Regions from separate parts of the Mus musculus genome. Here all the other regions are linked to region 1. A link is a contact called in public Hi-C and HiChIP or PLAC-seq data. All regions are on one chromosome and are shown on one strand. The core of a region is the stretch at or near the end of the contact, and the rest is flanking DNA. Distances in the headings are between cores, read along the strand shown.

The links. A called contact is a pair of places that touch in the nucleus more often than the background predicts. HiChIP or PLAC-seq counts read pairs in DNA pulled down with a chosen protein or histone mark.
Region 2: an H3K4me3 HiChIP or PLAC-seq map of neural tube shows a contact between it and region 1, with 6 times the contacts expected there. The contact joins the enhancer-like site here to the promoter of Tle4 in region 1. A contact is called at or near these places in 7 of 115 datasets of contacts at active chromatin or transcription factors (acute myeloid leukemia, embryonic basal ganglia, embryonic forebrain and 4 more).
Region 3: a contact with region 1 is called in a Hi-C map of the N1E-115 cell line, with 10 times the contacts expected there. The contact joins the enhancer-like site here to the promoter of Tle4 in region 1. A contact is called at or near these places in 1 of 484 Hi-C or Micro-C datasets (the N1E-115 cell line) and 4 of 115 datasets of contacts at active chromatin or transcription factors (astrocytes, embryonic forebrain, forebrain and 1 more).

What each region holds. Positions count from the first base shown.
Region 1 is chr19:14,596,213-14,600,413 of GRCm38.p6, forward strand. It overlaps Tle4 (transducin-like enhancer of split 4), which reads right to left and starts at 1,971. Exons shown (of 20, transcript NM_011600.3): 1 at 1,156-1,971; 2 at 545-642. The coding sequence starts at 1,200.
Region 2 is chr19:15,582,258-15,586,458 of GRCm38.p6, forward strand. No RefSeq gene overlaps it. Among named protein-coding and RNA genes, the nearest start is that of Gm31594, 15 kb to the right of the region's middle. Within about 2 kb of position 2,019, at least 7 of the 459 cell types and tissues checked have an H3K27ac peak or open chromatin away from gene starts, as enhancers often do. A contact at or near this core is called in neural tube, where this site is marked.
Region 3 is chr19:15,324,663-15,328,863 of GRCm38.p6, forward strand. The region is part of intron 3 of Gm46645 (a long non-coding RNA gene); the gene reads right to left. Among named protein-coding and RNA genes, the nearest start is that of Gm46645, 14 kb to the right of the region's middle. Within about 2 kb of position 1,904, at least 1 of the 459 cell types and tissues checked has an H3K27ac peak or open chromatin away from gene starts, as enhancers often do. A contact at or near this core is called in the N1E-115 cell line, where this site is marked.

The DNA of each region.
Region 1 (4,201 bases), core at 721-3,220:
CTGCATCATTAAGGACCCGGTGAAACAAACATGTTTCAAAAGCACTCCAAGTCTAAGAGCGTTGAACACAAAAGCATTGGGGGGGGGGGGTGTCCTGTTTTTATTATTATTATTTGTTTTTTTTTTAATAAAAGTAATGAAATGGCTCACTGCTTAACTCCCTGGCTCTTAAATTATGCCATGATGGTAGAAGGAAGAAATGCAGCCCAGAGTAATAAAGAAGCAAGAAGTCAAAGGGCCCCAGAATCTTCCCAACCTTCCAGCCTCCTGACCCAATAAATCAATATCGAAAGTTTGGCCTCAGCGTTTTCCAAGTCTCCCCAGTTTCGATTGTTCTGCTTCCTTTTCTGTTTACCGGAGAAGAAAATGCTTAATTTCTTTACACCTGCCTAAAGGAAAAAGAGGCCCTGACTTGCCTTTTCTGCCCACAGGGGGGAAATGGTAATACCTTTGTGGGGGGGTGGGGGAGGAGGGGGGTAGTGTTGGAAGGGGGTAAGACAAGAGCTAAGCAAACAGAAGGATCAGCTAAAGTCAATATCGTTACCTGTGGTATTGAGCCTGTAAAAACTGAAACTCTTCCTTAATCCGATCACAGGATTCTGAAATTGTAAATTTGAAGGGTTGAGCAGGCTGATGCGGTGCCTAAAGAACAACAATAAAATATTTAATTAGCCCACATCGCAGGTGGGGGGTGGACAGCCCGCGGTCCGAGACGTGGGGGGGTTGGTCGCGCCGCTCCCGCCTCTCGCTCGCCTGCTGGGGTCCCGGTGCCTCCGGGCGGCCTCCCTCGGCTCAGCTTCTCAGCCTGGCTTCCGCCTCCCCCCGTCACCCCCCAAACCCCCGAGCCCCCGGCCCGGCTCTCCCATCCCTCCCTACCCGGAATCGAAAGTGGCCCGTCGGAGGCAGCCGCGCCATGGCGTCGAGCGGCCGTCAGCTAGCAGAGCGAGTCCGGCCTGTGGCCGCCGGCGCCCTCCACCCCGCAGACTCGCGCCGCCCGGCTCGCCCCCCTCGGGAGAGCCGCGCGGGCGGAGAGCGGCGGCGCGCTGCTTCCCGGGGCTTCAGAGACAACAATAAGAAAATGGCTACAAGTCGGTCGCCTCCCGCACCCTCGGAGCGGCCGGCCGCGGACAGGGCTGCGGGCGCGGCGCCACTCACCGGGTGGCGCGTCTGCGGGTACATCTTGCTCAGGTCGCGAATCATCCACGCCGCTTTAGTTGGCTGCGCCAGGCAGAGGCGCGCGGCTCATCCGCTTCGAGGGCCCCGCGGCGGCGTCCCGGGCCTGCGGGTCTCGCGTGACGCGGGCGGCAGGCAGGCGCGGCGGCTGGGCGCGGGCGGCCGGCTCCGCATTCCCCGCGGGCGTCACTGAGGGCGGCGGGCACCGTCCGTCCTGCGCCCGCCGAGCCCCGCGCCCGCCGAGCGCCGCCCGCCTGCTCGCGCCCCACTCCAAACTTTTTTTATTTGTCTTTTAATTGGCTGCTATTCCTCGGAATGAATGGTCGCTTCTTCCCTGAGAGCGAGCGCAAACTCCTTTGGTTCGGAAGAGGTCTCGCGGCGCTTGGGGGTTCTCTGGAGATTTTTTTTCACTTCACAGCAACGATCTTTTAAAAGGCACCTTTTAGCTTCTTTTACCACATTTCATTTCCTTTTCTTCCTTCCTGTTTTTTTAGCCCCAAATTGAAGGGGATTATAAAAATAAAAGAGCGAAACGCTTGCGGCTTTTTAAAATTCTCTTTCAAACTCTGCGAACACCACCTCAAAATAATACACGAGTGTGTAAGAGGGGGAAGAAGGCAGCCAACAGCCGAACGCCCGCTCGGAACAGCTCTAACAACGCGCTCTGTGTAGGTGACTTCTTTGACCAAATTTAGCAGCAGCTAATCATTAACATTCTGATACATATTCACGACCATCCGCGGAGGGCCCAAGGAGCATCCCGGGAGATGTAGTCCTCGCGCGGCTACTGTGGCCAAGGATGCCTCCAGATTGACTACAGTCTCCGGCTAGCCCCGCGCGCTCTCCGCGGCGCTCTCCAGGAGCCCCGCCCTCCCGCGGCGCGAGGGCGCCGCATCAACCAATCGGAGATGGCTGAACATTAATCGCGGTTCTGTGTTACTGCCCATCATTTCACCGCTGACAAATGGCAAGCCAGGAGGGCGGGGCCGGGCAGGCTAGGCCCACGTGGGGACAGGGCGTGGCGTGGAGCTCCGACCAATAACTGCAAAGAATTGGTGCTGGCGGAGGCGGGGCGCAGCGGCCCGCCCGGGGCGGAGCCTCGCCCTGGCCGCTGTTCCCTAGTGCGAGCGTTCGAACCGCGGAAACATTTGTTCAGCTGTCAATCAAAGTAACGTGGGGTGGCGAGCCGCGGCGGCTGCTGTCGCTGCTGCACTGGCTGCATCTTTAGAAGCAGGTTTCGGCGGCGATGGCGGTGAGACTGCAGGCCGGTCCGAAGACGCCCTCCGAGGCTCATCTCCCGTTCGACGCGGAGCCCAGGCCTGGCGACCGCGCGGGGGTGCGCACTAATTAGGGCCCGATGTCTCCGTAAAGAGACAAGCTCGGCCTTGTGCAACGCGCCGAAACCCCTGTTGAGACAAGAGAGGGAGGATCGCGCTGATCCCACTCCGTGCGGTTCACATCCATTTTACGCGCTGCTGGAGCCGGCATAATTTTCCGCGTGAGCGCGGACGCCGTCGGCCCGGTTTAGAGCCGCAGCCGGGAGGCGTGCACTGGGCCGGTCCCAGAGCTTCCCGGCCGGCAGACTCTTGACATTCCCTTTCTTTAGAGGCACCAGTCAACTTACTCCGGGGTTGAAAGAGGGTCCGAGTGTGGACCGTCGGGCCTTGGGCTTGTGATGGCCTACGGAAGAGGGTCAGAACCCGGGAGTGGCAGCCCGCCCGAGGCAGTTTTGAGACTTGGCGGGTGTTGGGAGCCTTAAGGCTGAGCTAAGGAACCTCTGACCCCTGGGCAATCAAAAGAATTCGGAAAAAGTCAAGCAGGATTGTAGCCAAGGCTGCTGTGTTTGGGACATTCATTTCTGAGTCCCACCTTAACTCGAAGTGCAGGCTAATACGGTGCTGTTGGTTCAACAAATGTGGGAAAAACGTTTTTCCTAATGATAGCGCTTTCCACGACAGAGGAACCGGTAGCTTAATGCCCAATTCAAGGCGTTCTGTGGGCCTCACTAGTACTGGCCACTGAGGACACCGAGGCAAAGAAAGACTGCAGTAGTCTTGCTAAAAATCCAGAACTGAGGCTCATACAATGCCTCCGTTCTGTAAATTTAATTTCCAAAATAAGAGGATGGAGGACTTGCCTCTGTCTCATACCCAATTATTAAAATGCGGCCAATCCAGAATAAAGGGGATTCACATAAAGAGGATTTTGAACACGTGAGGGTTTTTTTTTTTAAGCTCAACAATAATTGCATATTAGGACTGCATTTTTAAAGCTATCAGTTAAGCAAAATGGCTTTATTTTGCCTGTTTGAAAAAAACTTGCTTCTTAGAAATTTTGAAAAATTTTATACATTTATTTAGTGTGGGGGGGGCGGGGGGATTTGAGTCTGTGCGTGTGTGTGTGTTTGTGTGTTCACAAGCCCTGGAGATCAAGTGACAAGTGCATGTACCTGTTGAGCTATCTTGCTGGCTCCAAGTTATTTCCTGAAGCTCGCAGATGTACAGCAGTGTTCTGAATCGTTCTCAGAAGGCTTGAGTGATAACCGTGTCTGCACTAGGACATTGAGTCTCAGAACAAGAACAGCGCCGTTTTTCTGAGGTTGCTTATTTGCTTTCCCTGGAACTTTTTTTGTGTCTCTGTGGGAAGGAAGTTCCATGTTCTTTCACTATTTCAGGCAAAATGGCAGTAGGTTCCATGGGAACTGGGCCTTGGTTAATCAGGGCTATGCTCCAGTGCCATGGATGGGGCCTGGCATGTACCTGGTGCTCGCTCAGTAAATGCTTGTTGATGGCTTTGGCAAATCCAAGCCTTGTGTTCTCAGTATAGAACGCTGCTGTGTCATTAGGATCCATGCAGTCATTTCCCGGGACAGGAAACAAGAAGTTTAGTGCTCGAGCCTGAGGGCTATTGAAAGGGTCAGGGTGGAAATATCAGTTTAGAGGAAAAGACCTTTCTCTTAACCTCTCTCACCAGCTTTATATCAAGAGAAAGTAGCTGGAGAAAACAGGGCGTTTCTGACTTTTTTAAA
Region 2 (4,201 bases), core at 769-3,268, 990 kb after region 1:
TTGTAATCTACTTTACCCTGGGTCTCCTCTCTAGCATTAGTTCATATGCCTTCTCTAGGAGCTTATCCGATTTCCAACTGGCAGTAGGAGTCCAGCCTTCTTTCACTTTACGACCAAGATTATCTGATGGCTGATACGAAATGTTGGCTTAAGAAATATCTATTGAGTGGATCAACAGATGTCACAGATAAGTTTTAGCTGGTCACTAATTCAATACAATTTAATACTTAATATTTTAATTTCATTATGCATTTTAAAGGGGCATTGGCCTTTCAGGATGACTAAATCATGTTAGACCCATATCAATAAAGAAACTGGATTTGAAAAGCCTGCAAAAGAGAAGCCCATGTGAAACCTAATGCGTGCCTTCACACGAATGAAGGACTGTCAGTGGAGGTGAGAGAGGCTATTTGTGCAGAGTTCTAGTCAAGGCTAGGATGATGGTGCCTCTAAAATTAAAGCTGCTTCTCTAAGCTGGGTTCCTCCATGAATTCCCTCTACAGAGCAGTAGGGATGGTTGTCCAATAACATAGTGCACTCTAACTTGGGACCTCACTGCCCTTTCTGCATGACAGTTTTTCAACATGAGCTCATTGTCGCTACTCTTTATGATCTTAAACTCTGAATGGTTATCAATTTCTTTTCCAGAGAGGAACACTGAGACAATAGATTTGAAAAAAAAAAAAAACAATAAAACAACAACAAATAACCAGAAAGTTCCCAGTGCCAGCTCTTCTACAGATTATCAGTGAAAATGCACCTTCTAAGCAGACATTTATCCAACCAGTCAGTGTTGAGCACCTGAAACTACCCAAATACCTAGTGATGATACATAGTCCATAAAAGGGATGCAGTTGCTGCCCAGTACAGGCAGTGATCTGCACACATATAAATAAAACTACCTCCTTAGAAAGTGCTAGGCAGAAAAATCACAGAACACAGAAGAAAGCTGAGGTTCAGAGACGGCTAAGACCCAGGGCAAGCTATTTAACCCCTCTATCTATCCTCAGCGATCGCTGTTAAATGGAGCAGAAAATTCTTGCCACACAATGACTTTGAAGAATATAGAGTTGGTAGCAGGGTTACTTTCTGTCTTTGTAACTTTGAAGAAGGTCATCTGACCTCTGTAACCGTCAGTTTCTTCACTCCCCCCCCACCCCCAGACTGGTAAGCACACTACTATCTTTGCCACTGTGCTGTGGGGCCATGTTGTAACTGGCAACCATGTAGAAAACACCCCGAGTATTTAGAAAGAAAGACTTCACGTTCATTATAGGTCATATCTACTCATTTAAAACCCCAGGCAGTTTGAAGAGACAGACAGACAGACAGATGACAGACAGACAGACAGACAGACAGACAGACAGACAGACAGGGACAGAGAATGTTTTTGTTTATTCCATCCTGTTTGGAGTTCCGACAAGTCCTGGGCTATGTACGAACCCATGATAGGATCAAAGTGTCCTTCTCTCTTTCATAGTCACCTCCTTTTTCTCTTGAGAAACTGGTGGTTACAAAAGACATTTAAGAAGATACCAGACTCTCTCTGTCTCGGCCCAAGCAGTCACCAAAATGGAAATCACAACGGTGGCTCGCCAGGGATCCAGAGAGGACCGGCTCAATATGAATGCAAATAATCCACGTTTCAAGCAGGATTATGGATATAAATGAAAGACGAAAAGCACATCAGGGTACCAATTTGTCACACATTTTCACACAAAAGCTCAGCCCTGTCTCTCTCCTCCTTTTGGCTCACCCTGCTTCCCACTGCACTTTGTAGATGAATGTGTGTAATACTGAGAAAGATAAAGAAGGACAGCGAGACAGACAAGCAGGCAGGCAGGCAGGCAGACAGACAACCTGATGAGCTGGTCATCATCTTGTATTTGTCCCTTAGCATTCTCGGGGTTGACCTGAACTTCTGGGTTCAGATGACTTCCGCCGGAGCTTGACTGTCACCACAGTGAGTGGAGACACAGAGCACCCAGCAACAGTCTGGCTGAAGCAATCCCCCTGCCCAGGTTTCGTGTTATCTCCCATTTGTCCTGATCACTAATGCAGCTCCCATGCTATCTCCCACTAGGTCAGTGCAATGAAAGCCAATGCCATTTTCTTGATGGCTTATGCAGAATTGCAGTAATTTGAAGCAAGCCTCTCTGGTCCAGACTTGCTCTGTCTCCATGGCCCACCCTGCCACCTCTTTCCCTTGCTGCCCTCGCCTTCCCAGCCTCTCCCTCCCCCAGCCCCTGTCTCCGTCTGTCCTCTTTTCAAACTGAATATATTGGGGCCCTGGCGGGCTGCCATTCTAACTGCACATTAGAAATGGTAGGGTTTTCCTCTATCTGATTCTATAAAATGAGTTCACCAGAAGGTGCAGACCCAGCACATTCGTGGTTTTTCCTATAAATTACTTTAACACTGTGTCCAATCATATATATAATTTCAGATTTTCAATTTCAACTCACTGCTGTGTCAGCACAGACTCCACTGATATGTCTAACATATTTAGCTTAAAATGAAACGGATGGCATTTCATTACCAGGAAGATAATATTTTTGAATATGTTTCCTGCATGGTGGGATCCATCATTATTCTGCCACTTTATGTTCAGTGTGTGTAATAGCTTTTTAATGCTTTAGCGTATTTTATTTATACGTGTAATATTTTTCTAACACCATAGGACAGTTTAACTCATCGGACACATTAAGAAATCTTAATTGAATACTTTTAAATATTAGCAAAGGGGGAGAGACTGAACAAATTGACAATGTTTTTGTTTAAGAGTTCATAAAGAATAACAAAAGTAACACAAAATTTATTAAGCCTTCTGTTTCTTTAATCTATCCTCCCCACCTCTTCTAGGTAGCTTCCACTCAATAGTTTCCTCGTGTGTGTGTGTGTGTGTGTGTGTGTGTAATTTATAAATATGTATGTGTGTATATGTATATATACCTTAGAGAGAAAATAAAAAGATAAAAGAAAAATTCTCTGGTCCCCCGAGACTTAGAAGCTGTCAGAGTGAAAGCAAGGAACACAAGAAATACTGAGCAAGCCACAGTGTTCTTGACGAGGGCACTCTGATTGGCTGACGCTTCAAACAGGGCTGAACTCTTTAATACCAGGTCCCCTGCTCTTTGACCAAAGTCACGGAATGTTTAAAAGGAGACTTTCCGCCAAAGCTGTCATTGCAAAGGAAATGCAAAGAATGTGATTCACCTTAAAAACTTGCTGGTAGCCAACTTTTGCAGGCATTTCAAATTAACAGAGAAGTTCCGGAGAAAGCACTTCGCTGTTCAGGTTCTTTTTGTCACTGTGCTCCTGACTCCTAGGGAAAGGCCTGGAGCGCACTTCCAACTGCGAGGCACAGCAGCTCCGTGCCTCCTGGCGAAGCACCCAGCCTGAAGCATCTGGTCTGGGGTCACCCAGCAGGAAAGCTTGTGCAAGCTGACTTTGCCTCTGAGCTGAAGCTCGGGTTTCCTATATTTAACACGCAGCCCTTATCTCTAACTGCTGCCCTCCTGGGAAGGCGGAAACAGACATGAATTCTAATTCCAGGCCACTTCTTAGCACCAAGGGACCCCTGAGCAAGTTGCTACGGTCCTCGGAGCACTGAGCATTTATCTGTAAAACTGAGATAATAGCTCTTGCTTCCCAGGTTGCTGCAAGAATAAGACATCATCTCTCCTGTAGGTCCCCAGTCCAACCTACCCAACCCAACCCTCCCAACCTACACTCACAGTACGGATACACAACTGGTATTGTTGCAATTAACAAAGTCCACGGTGTTATTCAACCTAGATGTTCTCTTTTGCCTCCTCCAAATACCCCCCAACTAAAGCTGAAGACTGGAGAACAGATGCTGATGAAAATACCTCTCTTCAGGAATGTTGCCATGGTCACTAAATGCCATTTACTCAAACAAAGCTCATTTAACGGTAAAAATGCTTCCAATTTAGTCTGGGCATATTTTCCTAAGTTTTTCGGCTAACTGGCTCAGTTTTTATGATCTACCTCATTTTTTAAAATTTATTTATTTATTTATTTATTTATTTATCTATCTATTTATTTATTTATTTTACATCCCGACCACAGTTTCTTCCTCCCTACCTTACTCGCAGCCCCCTTGCCCACCTTACCTCCATGTCCCCATCCACCCCTCTCCCATTTCTCTTTAGAAAAAAAGGGGAGGCCTCCCCTGGAT
Region 3 (4,201 bases), core at 654-3,153, 730 kb after region 1:
GCAGGGTTAAGTTGACAAAGAAAAGGACATAGTTTGGGAAGCTTGCTAATGTCGTCCTGGAGTCAGTCCAGTGCTGGTGAAGGCCTTCTGGTGGCATCCCAAGGCAACATGGCAAGAAATGGGAACAGGCACTGTGTCTGTGTCCATGCCTGGTTTCTATCCCTGTTACAGAGTCACCAGAATTGAATCACAGCTCTCCATGCCAATGGCCTTATCTAAACCTAATTATTTTCCGAGGACTGCAACTCTAAACACTGGTTGGATTCAGTTTTCAGATTTTTGATATCATTAACATAATAATTTGGAAATGAGTTTGGGTTGCTAATGAGCAATGGAAGCCTTATAGGATTACTAAAAGTCTAAATTATGTTAATTAGTCAAGGAAAAACTCAGCACTTATTAAGTATTTGCTTATACTTATTCTGATTATCACTACTGTAACTCCTAAGACATTCATTCACAGGACCTGCTGGTCCCCATCCCTACTCAACTAGGCTGCTGGCTACCAACAGTAACAACAGCATGATATCTGCAGAATCGGCATGCAAAGGGGTGCACTAAAACAAAATAAACAGATTTACACACCATCAGAAACATCTCCACTCCTTTACTGTGTTCATTCAAGTCTGTGTGGGCACATATATAATGACAAGTACCAGAACTGTGGGAGGTTCTAGACCTGTAAGAGGACTGTTTGATTCTTTGTAAATAGACATGGGACTGGGTTGGGGATAGGGATTTTGATGTGCCTCGTAATCCTCTCAACTGCTGATGCATAAATGCATAAACTCACACCGAGTCATAATACATTTGAGAGGCTCTGGTAATTGTCTAAGAAGGGAAATAAATAGGCTTGGGAATAAATCTGGTTTTTAAATAATTTAGTTACATAAGCTTTTAATGGATTATATTTTTATAAGGACTAATACTTGTAAAATTTTTGCTTTTAGCAAATTATGCATCATTTGAACACACAGGCTGATGCTTAATAAGAATTAGAATTATATTTTGCTTGTTATATAAGTAAGTATCTTGTTACATGCCTGTTTAATGCTTGCAAAGCATTCCAAACAATCTCTTTAGAATAAGAGTCTAATTACACATTTATCATTAAAATTACAGTGAGCTAATTGCCTTGGAGATATCTTTATCTCTCTTGCAGCTTGCTTAATCCTAATGCATGTTTTCAATAATCATTTGTTATTTAATTAACTAATTAACAAACAATACCTGTCCTATGGAAAATCCTAAATTAAACACTTGAGATGCTTTAATTGAATGCTCAATAACCCAATACAGCCCTTAATATTAGACCTTTAAATATTGCAAAGATTCTATTGAATCACACATTACTTTGCTCCTGTTATCTTTGGGGCTTAATTGGTAGGGGAGGAAAGGGCACTTGATAATACACAAGGGATATCCAGCACAGCAAGGTTCTGATGAAACAGAAAATACCCATTAATAGCTGTTGAGGGAAAGCAGGCCAGCCATACAGCCAGCAACAGAAGCAGGCCATTCATTTAGAGTATCAATGTCTTTGTTCCCTAGAATTAAGAAGCATAGTTTGGATGATAATCAGAAACAGGGCCCCAAATTAGCAGTCTGTGACAAAAAGCAGACATCTATGATGTCCTGGTCCCCACCCCACACTGTACTCAGTATGGCTCTGAGCATATCTGGTGCATGGTATTTCCTCCTGTGGCATACAACCATTTGATGACAGACTCAGATATTCCTTTGTATCGTGATGTCTCATGTTTACTTTTCTTGAGTTCATCCCTTCCAGTTTAGCATGGGAAGTGCTGCTGAGGATACCCAACAGTACAGTTCTAATTACTAGCATCCTCCTGATGCCCCCTACACTTCCTGATCATTTCCTCTCACCTCCTTGATGTTTGCAGCTTTCAGTATCATCTTTCCTTCCTACCAACATCCTCGCATCGCTGGCCTTCTGTACCTGTGCCTCTCAATCTACAAATGTTATGGTTTTACCTGGTTACAGTCATCTACTTTGATCATTATTTGTCACTTTTTCTCAATGTCCCATGAACTCTTCAAGGGTACATCCTTCAAAGAATTATCTTCTGTTGAAATCTGTACTGAAACCTAAAGCCATCCTTTTCTCTGTCACCCCTATCTCCTCTATTTTACAAATATACAATAATTATAATTACATGCCCATCTTCTACCTTAAACTATAGAAATCAGAATTAAATACTTCGAAGAACAGACTGAAGTTTAGTAAATACAGTTTCAAATTCCTGCTTTACCATACACAAGCATTTGAACTTATACTTAAATATTTAATTTCTTCTTTCGTCAATTTCCACATCAGTAAAATGGGAAGAGTAATTGCATTTCATTCATAAGTTTATTCTGAGACTTGTGTTATATACCATATATACAGTACAAATAAACAGTGTCTCAGTCTCACATATGGAAAATTCCAAAGTCATTGCAAGTTTATTTTAATATCATTACATATCTTTATTATTGCATATGTTTTTGTGTCTAATACAGTTTATGACTGATGTGAAAATTTCTTCCGTAAGGGAAACATGAACATATCTACCACTTCCTCCTAAGTTCCTAACAATACCCTGATGTACACGCCCACCAAAATACACTCTAGGAAACCAAGGAGTTCATCAGGCTCCCTTCAGTGTAACGGGTGAGTGGTTATGGGCAGGAGTGTGGGCAACTTTAGATCAGCCACACAGGAAGGTCTTCACTCAGCATGGATTATGATTCTTCTGTTGAAACTTAAATGGAACCCCTCCCCCTAGTTGATCTCACACCCACCCTCTAACTCTTCTCTGAAAGCCTCTGAAAGTCAGAATTTCATACAACTGGATGGGAGGAGTGTTTGACTACTTGGGTTGAGGGTTTTAAGACCTTCCCACCCACTCTCCCGAGAAGGAAGACCAACAGTCAGCAAGCCCAGCTATGGTGATACTCTGCAATGATTATGCCTATTCTGATAAAGGTGGTGGCAGTTTTGCCTAGTGCATTGTTCCATACGTTAATGGCACAGTGTGTATGTGTGGGTTTAGTTAATGTTGCTATAAATTTATTTTCTGAATTATTATAGAAATCAATCACTGAAGTTATGTATTAAAACAGGAGATAAAACTTCGGCAGGAGTACAGAACTTTTTTACATATTTAAAATTACACCCTGTAGAGGAATGGAATCAGAGCACATGATGGGAGGTACATGATTAGAGAGCAAAGCAATATGATAGAAAGGTCAATTTAACATTGTAATTTTCTAATGATCATATGTAAAATTTAATGAGTTTCCTTTTATTTTATGCATTTAGGAGATAATAATAACGTTCGTAAGGGTGCTATAGTGTTTTAGGGCAGGATTATATGACAACAGATAAAGTGTCTATGAATTTTTGGCTCTGTTAAAAGTTTCATTTATGTGGTTGGTCAATATTCTGTGACGTATAGCATGCATTCATTTACCATCATATTGTTAAATGCCTAGTCTTTTAAGTTATCTCCATGGTGTCAGTGAATGACACTTGAATTATTCGCATTATTTGTGGACCAGGAGTCCTTGAGAGAAGTCTAAGCTGTGTGGCTTCGTCAGGCAAGTACAAGAAATGGCACACATGACTTTAGGCCTGTCTTCTTTGCAAACCATTCTCAGTGTTTTCACGTTTAGATGCTGATGCATGCAATCTTGAGTTCTTTCCCCAGGAATGAAGACACAGATTCTCTTAAGTTTGGGACAATAACTTCATAAACTGTGCCATGTTTTCAATGAGTCACTTGGAAATATTAGTTAGGAAATAATGCACAGGCTATGAAAATCACCGGCCCACTTCAACAGCCTCAGAGCAGATAGAGTTGGAGGAAGACGATCCATGAAGGGCTCCCTCTGGGATGTACCATGTCCTAACCCGAGCCATTCTCCTCTAAAAGCCATCGCTCTTCAAAAGGAACAAACCGCCATCTCCTTCCTTCCCAGTGGCTCAAATACACATGTCTAAAAGCAAGAGCTGCACGGACTGCCGGAACTTGTTCAAACTACTGTTAGGCTGCAGAGGTTTCCTGCCATTCATTGTTCATAATCTACCTGTCAGGGACTGTGAAAGACATTACACTTCCAACCAAAGGATTTTCTTTTGCTTGTGTTTAGAATGATTTCTCCTGGTTTCAATAATGTTTTTGTTAAACCACACAAG